Regions from separate parts of the Mus musculus genome. Here region 2 is linked to region 1. A link is a contact called in public HiChIP or PLAC-seq data. All regions are on one chromosome and are shown on one strand. The core of a region is the stretch at or near the end of the contact, and the rest is flanking DNA. Distances in the headings are between cores, read along the strand shown.

The links. HiChIP or PLAC-seq counts read pairs in DNA pulled down with a chosen protein or histone mark.
Region 2: a contact with region 1 is called in an H3K4me3 HiChIP or PLAC-seq map of the SCID.adh cell line, with 11 read pairs. The contact joins two enhancer-like sites.

Annotation. Positions count from the first base shown.
Region 1 is chr12:106,580,612-106,584,375 of GRCm38.p6, reverse strand. No RefSeq gene overlaps it. Among named protein-coding and RNA genes, the nearest start is that of Gm46320, 52 kb to the left of the region's middle. Within about 2 kb of position 1,250, at least 9 of the 459 cell types and tissues checked have an H3K27ac peak or open chromatin away from gene starts, as enhancers often do. A contact at or near this core is called in the SCID.adh cell line, where this site is marked.
Region 2 is chr12:107,045,394-107,048,848 of GRCm38.p6, reverse strand. No RefSeq gene overlaps it. Among named protein-coding and RNA genes, the nearest start is that of Gm16086, 53 kb to the left of the region's middle. Within about 2 kb of position 1,563, at least 40 of the 459 cell types and tissues checked have an H3K27ac peak or open chromatin away from gene starts, as enhancers often do. A contact at or near this core is called in the SCID.adh cell line, where this site is marked.

The DNA of each region.
Region 1 (3,764 bases), core at 1-2,500:
TGGCTCCATCCCCAGAAACTCAGGAGTTTGTGGCTCAGAGAAGGCTTTGGATGGCATACTGAGTGTCTCTGAAACCCCATCCTGTCTCCCCTCACCTGGCTATGGAGGGCGAAGCTGAAGAGCAGCCTGGTCCCCTGCATGCCTGTGCCTTGGAGATGAAATCCCAGGAGCCCACCCGGGAAATCTTCTGTCACTTGTCACGGCTGCCAAATGTCTTCTACATTAGGAGGCCAGAGAGGTTGGATCAGCCTGCAAATGGGCTGGTATTTTCCAAGAGGAACACAATTACCCCCGGAACTCACAGGAGTGGGGGAGCAAAGACAGGCAACACCCAGCTTCCTACGCAAGGGGCATTTCTGGGTTGTAGCGGTAACATAAGGACATTTGGCTTGCGCCCATTCCTATAGAGATCTGTCCTCAGAGGACTGCTGGCCAAAGCCCAGTCCTTCCTCCCAAGCTCTCAGCAGTAGGTAGCACTGCCTGACTCTACAATGAGCCTGAAGAAGCCACACCCACAGGAAAGCCAGATGCCTGGCACCGGGAAAAGTTGAGGAAGTTTAGAGAAAACAAACATGGGAAATGGAGATGATGACCTTTGATAGGATGCAAAGGGTCTTGGGTCTCTATGGGCAGCAGTCATAAGTGTGAAAGCATGCCATCGCTGACGCCATTAGCCTCTTGCTTCTCTCCTGTCGCTGTGATAAAAAGTTCAGCTAAGAACATCTTAAGAAAGAAGCTTTATTCTAGCATGTGGCTCCCAGTCAGAGTCCATCATTGAAGGTAAGTTGAGGCAGCAGAAGTTTGACACCAGTGGGCAGAGAAACACAGAAGCAAAGAAGGATTGAATGCACTCACGGCTGCACTCAGCTGACTCTAGACTTCTCACACATTCGGAGACTCAAACGGAGGGATTGGTGGCACCCATTTCAGGCTTGGTCTCCTCACCTCAGTTAAGACAGTTGAGACAAATCTCCACAGGTGTGCCCACAGACCAACCGGCTCTTGAGAACCCCTCTCTGAGACTCTTCCCAGGAAACTATAAACTTTGTCACATTGACAATTGTCACTAACCACTGCCAGGAGACTGGAAGAGACAGCACATCCATCATGAAGAGTCGCATTAGCTGACTTTCAGGAGACTCTGTGACTGCAGCTGTTAAAGAGGGAAGTCCTGCCTCACAGAGAGGCATGAGGTGTGAGCTCAGAGGTGGGGGGTCAAAGGCACAGGGCAAAGGAACAGAAAGTGCCGTGTCTCCGGCTGTCACCAGTGAGCAAACCCACGTGTGGCCATGTGGGCACAGGACATCTGTAGAGAGCAATGAGTGACTGAGAGATCCTTGGCTGAAAGACAAGAAGCGCTATATTAAGTGAGGTAACCCAGGCTCGGAACGACACCAATGTTCGCTTTTCAATTTCTAGATGTGCATGCCGATGTGGGAGTGCAGGAAGCTGGATGCCAGGAAAACAGAAAAGGGCCCTTGAGAGGAGGGGGAAATGACTTTCAGCCAAAACTACCCTATATTTAAATCTCTGTAAAAGTTATGTACTCTGTATTTAAAACCTAAAAACGTCATGTTGATTGGATTAGCATCTGAACATTTATGAGGAATCTTACACTCCTGCTTGTGCTTGCTTGCAGGCATATCTTCTCTTCTAATTAGGGATGATACTGAAAATGTTGTGCTTCTCTGCATTTTTGGTTCTGTTTCCTGTTTCTATACATTTATTTATGCACAGCGACTTTCATTTTTACTTTGGTATCTTCTGTCTTTCATTAGTTCTTACTATGTGACATTAAGTCTTCTAATAAAGAATAATTCATTTTTAAAAGATTAACCATTTTAGGAAAGACAAGAAGATCCAAGGACAAGAGCCAACTATAAAGTTTATAGCGGGTGTATATGTATATCTTGTCAATCAATCTCTCAAGCCATCGATGCTGACTGTGTGTGTGTGTGTGTGTGTGTATACAAGTGTGTGTGAGTATGTGTGTGTCCTTGTGTGTGTGTGTGAGTGTGTGTGAGTGTGTGTGTGTGTCCTTGTGTGAGTGTGTGTGTGTCCTTGTGTGTGTGTCCTTGTGTGCTTCTGTCACTAGACCCCATCCACAAGTTTCAGTTCAGAGAGAATACAGCTAAGAGAGTGTGTGAAGAAGGTTGAGAGGAATACCAGGCCACGCTCTTTGACACCAGGGCTGCTAGGACTGAACTGAGTTCCCCCAAATTCTTGTACTGAGGTCCTTCCTGCTCCCTGCATGCACTGTATCTTTGTAAGGAGATAACTCGGGTTAAATGATTGTGAACGGAGAGTCCAGAGCCCATAGAATCAATATCTTTTCCTTTTAACCGATGTCAGAGATCAACCTTTGTCTTTCCGTGGTGACAGCATGCACAGAGAAGCCCACAAGCCAGGAAGAGGACTTGACCAGAAACCACACTGCAGTTCTGTGATCTGCCTGTGGATGTGTAAATAGCCAGAGTCTATCCATGACGGACTCCTCCATGCCCACTCCCAGACCACGGCCCTTATGATAGCTCTGAGGTAATTAAAACAGGGGGAAGAAGGAAGTCAGGGCCCAGGAAGCTATAGATAACTGAAGGAATTATGGCAACAAATAAAAGGATTATGGGAAGGGTGTGGGGCCAAAAGAGCAGCAGTGATGACCTCAGACAGACGAAATCTGCTCAATGGGTCATCTGGGAAGACATGGTGCACACAGAGAACTCTGGGAACATCTGGTGCAATATATCCCATTACTCTGTGTATTTCATCAGGAAGCCAGTGTATGCCTACCCAGAGTCACTGAACAAGCCAAGCCCCCTTCCTGAAGCATCTGGCTAATATCCTGTCTCCCATCCTCAGTGGTTGATGGCTCTCAGGTAGTCTCTAGGGCAGCCTTACTGGTTGTGTCAATACATCTTGTCTGTGATGCCGTTTGGGTATCTTTTTCTACAGCCATTCTAGGTGTTGATTCTGTGAGGGACCCATGCTTTCTTAGGAGGGGTTCTTTACTCTTGGTATGTATGTGGAATAACACTAGAGGATCATGGGTGCTGATCGCATCAGCGCCAAGTTTCAGACTTCTTGTCTCAAGTCTTCAAGTTCCTCAAATTCCTCCAGGAATTAAGCTGCGTTTACTTCACCTTCAAATCACCAGATACTGTGTGTGACCTGTCACAGAGAAATAGTTATTGACATTTATAGCATGGTCAAGGAAGTAAAAGAAAGTGAGCAGGAAAAAAAAGGGACCAGGAAGGAAAAAGGGACCAGGAAGCTTAAACCAGGCTCTTCACCTTCTGGAATCATTCTCTGGAATAACAAGAAACAAAACCCAAAAAGATTGGGTTAAAATTATGAAATTATGTCTGTATTGTGTGCTGTGTGTGTGTGTGTGTGTGTGTGTGTGTGTGTGTGTGTGTGTGTGTGAAAGAAAGTTATCTTGCCTTTAGTTTATGTGTGTTTTCATGTTATGAAGAGTTATGAAGATTCTACTGATGGATTACTTCCTGATTTTTTTTTCAACACCGTATCTACTCAGAATTTCCTCCTTACTATAACTTATAATTTCAAACAGGAAGGTGAGATGGTTAAGTAAAAAATAAATACCATAATTCGAGGTAGGCTGAGACTGTGAGATGGCTCAAAGATGCTGGCTACACAAGCATGAAGACCTTGACCTCTGGACCCATGGTAGAAGGAGACAACGAACTCCAACCACTTATCCTCACATCTCCACACATGCACTGTGAACACACGGACCCTCAAGC
Region 2 (3,455 bases), core at 314-2,813, 460 kb before region 1:
TTAGAAAGCTCTGGATAACCTAAATCTAGCCATTCTAGCACCATGAACTAATCTATCCTTCTTGAGAGAAAACTTGCCTGGTAGTGATTTGTAATGAATTCAGTGTCATTTTCTCTTACAAAAAACAATATTTTAAAATATAGTCCTTAAAGTTTTCATATACATACACAACATATCTTCTAGATTTTTTTTTCAAAGAATCTCTTATTTTCACTTTATGTGTATGTTGAAGTGCCTGCCTGTACATCTGTGCACCGCATGCATGCGGTGCCCTTTGAGACCCGAAGAGAATGTCAAATCCCCTGGAACCAGACTTACAGGTAATTGCGAGCCTCCGTGTGGGTGCTGCAAAGTGAACCTGGGTCCTCTGTGAGAGCAGCCAGTGTTCCTAACCACTGAGCTAACTCTACAGCCTCTACAGAGTGTCTTGATTATATCCACTCTCCCCTGCACATCCCTGCAGGACACCCCAACATACCTCCTTCCTGACTGCATGTGTGTCTTCTAAATATCTTGTTTATTCATCATTTTTTTTCTTCTTTAAGTAAACTATCTGTGGTAGAGGGCAGTGATGGACTTGGAACTTTCTGGTGCACACTTCTCCTTCCCACTCCGTATGCCAGCACTTGGAGCCATCTTTTTACACATATAGACCCTTTCTGTCCATTCTTTAAAGCGCCTCTCCAGCCCCTGGCACTTGACAGACCCTCGCCTGCTGTCCACTCTTATTTCAATTCATGTAAGATGCACAGACATGGATGGAAATGGCCATGGGTTATACAAAGAGCCCACTACGTGTGTCAAAAGGATCGCACCCTGCAAGAGGATATGTCAAAGTCAGGCAGACAACTCGGTGAGAAATGACCTTAAGAGACCTCAAACTTGCTAAGCTGGCTTCCCCAGCCAGAAGTAAATGTGGTTAACATTACAGCCATATTCAAGTCTCAGTTTCAAAAACAACACGCAGTCTTCCCCCAGCACTCCCCAAACTGGGCATCCTACAAATCTTTAGAGAAGATATAGCAGGCTTCTATTTCTTTTCGGCAGTGCAGAGTTGATTTATCTCTGGCTGAACACGCCTGTGGAATGAAGATGCTTCTTCTAATGCCTCCAGAGGCCCATCGGAAGTCTGTTGTATTGCTGTTTTAGCTGAATGTTTTACTGCCGTACGCGTATTAATACTTCCAGTGTGGCCTTTTTTAAATATCCCCTCCCCCAAGTCCCACAGGCATCGTTGTACTGAGCAACAGATACGTCTTATCAATGTGCTCCTCAAACTGGAAATTCAGAGGCCCTTAAATTGAAGCTATGGAGGAATGATCACACTTGATGGCATTTAGATCTGCAAGCAGGAAGTGATGGCTGAGGGCTGGAGGTTTCTCTCCTAGCAACCGCAGGAGGGACAGTCCTTGGCTTGTTTTTCACCTGTCTGCTTTCCGGTGCCTTGTCTTACAAATTAAATCCAATTTCTCTTGCATGAGCACTCACTGCGTGCAGCATGGAAACGTCTTTTCCTTTAAGCCCTAACCACCAGAGGAAAACAAAGAACTCAGATGCCCATGGCACTGTCAGGGAGGGAGAGCGCTTCGTGGTTCTCCCATGTGGCTTTGCGCACCTGCGGTTCTCACAGCAGTGGGAGATGGCCGAAAGTGAAACCCGTGCCCGAACGGGGTACTGCCAGACAGCAAAGCCTATTTTCTGGGACTGAGACCAAATTCAGAGCCTGTGGTGGGTGTGCTGGGGAAGATACACTGCCTGTTTTTAACTGGACCAATCCGTGATCTCCAATTCCCTGCATTGGTGACAACCTCACGACTCTGACAAGAAGGCTCGAAGGGATAAGGATGGATGGACTATTTTTGTATAGATCTCTTCCAAACGTTTTCTTCACTTTCTGAAGAATACTCTCCGAGCAGAGGTTCTCAACCTATGGGTTGCAACCATGTTGGCAAACCTCTCTCTCTAAAAATATTTACATTACGAATCATAACAGTAGCAAAATTACAGTTACAAACTAGCAATCAAATATTTTTATGGTTGGTGGGGGCACTACAACATGAGGGACTGTATTCTAGTTCAAACTGATCTGAAGCTCTTAATAGTCACCACAGGATGAGTCTTTTGCTCGGCTCTCCATAGTCTAAGGCACACAGTGTTCTCTTCATACTGACATTTTGTGACCTGTAACTGTTTTCTGTTTCCTTTCTCATTCTGTGGTCTTGTCTCCTGCTCAAACATTTTGATTCTTTCTTATATCTTATCTTTGTGGCCATCGATTTTCAGTTAGTTTGTGTTTTATTTAAGATGAACCCATTCATTGAGCTTTGAATTTCAATTACTTTATTTCCAAAACCATTCTCTGATTTCCCAATTAGCTAGAGCATGCTTTTGAAAATGAATTTCTCAGTTAGCATGCAAAATAATGGTTTTGTGGTGATTCTTTTAATGTATATACATATCATGGTTCTTTATTCACATATGAACACTCCCATTATCTTATCCTTCCCCCTTCTGACTGGTCAGGTCTACCCTCAAAATCTATACTCATGTTATATGTGTGCCTGTTCATATGTGTGCATATACAGACATAAACTAGCTAATACTGGTGAGGTTTAACACAACTTTATCACATTCTACACATGTATATATAGTATAACTTGGTATGGTGACACATGACTTTAATCCCAGAACTCAGGAGGAAAAGGAAGGAGAATCTCTGTGAGTTTGAATTCAGCCTGGTCTACACAGAGAGTTCCAGGACAGTTGAGTTATATAATGAGACCCTGTCTCAAAACAAAACAAAATATAAAAAGAAAGAACCAAACCAAACTAAACCAAAAATAACATCAGTTAAAACTCTGTGAAAACTTACTGTGTAAAAGCTACAAGCCACATATTAGCTTACTCTAGGATACTGACCCAACAATTTGGACAAGAACTATTTCATGGCTCATTATGCCTCCAGTTTTCCTGGGCTTCCAGAAAGTTCTGAAACCACCTAGAGACACAAATTAGTTAAATATGGATACCTCCTGTATCATTCATCTTTCCCCTTAGCCATAATATTCTAGTTTTTAAATAAAATATTCAGCACATTACTTTTCACTAAAACATTTAACAAATGAATAAATAATTAAGGAAATAAAAACCGAGTGTCATAGATTGCCTTCTGTAAAAGCTCTAAATTACCAGGTGATGTTTTCAGAGTAAGATCCTATCAGATCCAATGCTGTGTTAGCTACCTGTCTTCTTGCTGTAGCAAAAATACCAGACATGAGGCACTACAGGAAGGGTTGTCTAAGCTCCAGTGCATGAGTGTGCAGCTCATCACAGCAGGCAAGTCATGGCTGTAACAGTTTGCACTGCCACAGTGAAGCAGGCCTCCTCTCCCCTTGCATCCTTACAAGGACTGTAAGGCTCTGTGTTTCGAGGAAGAAAGACACCCCAGACTCATA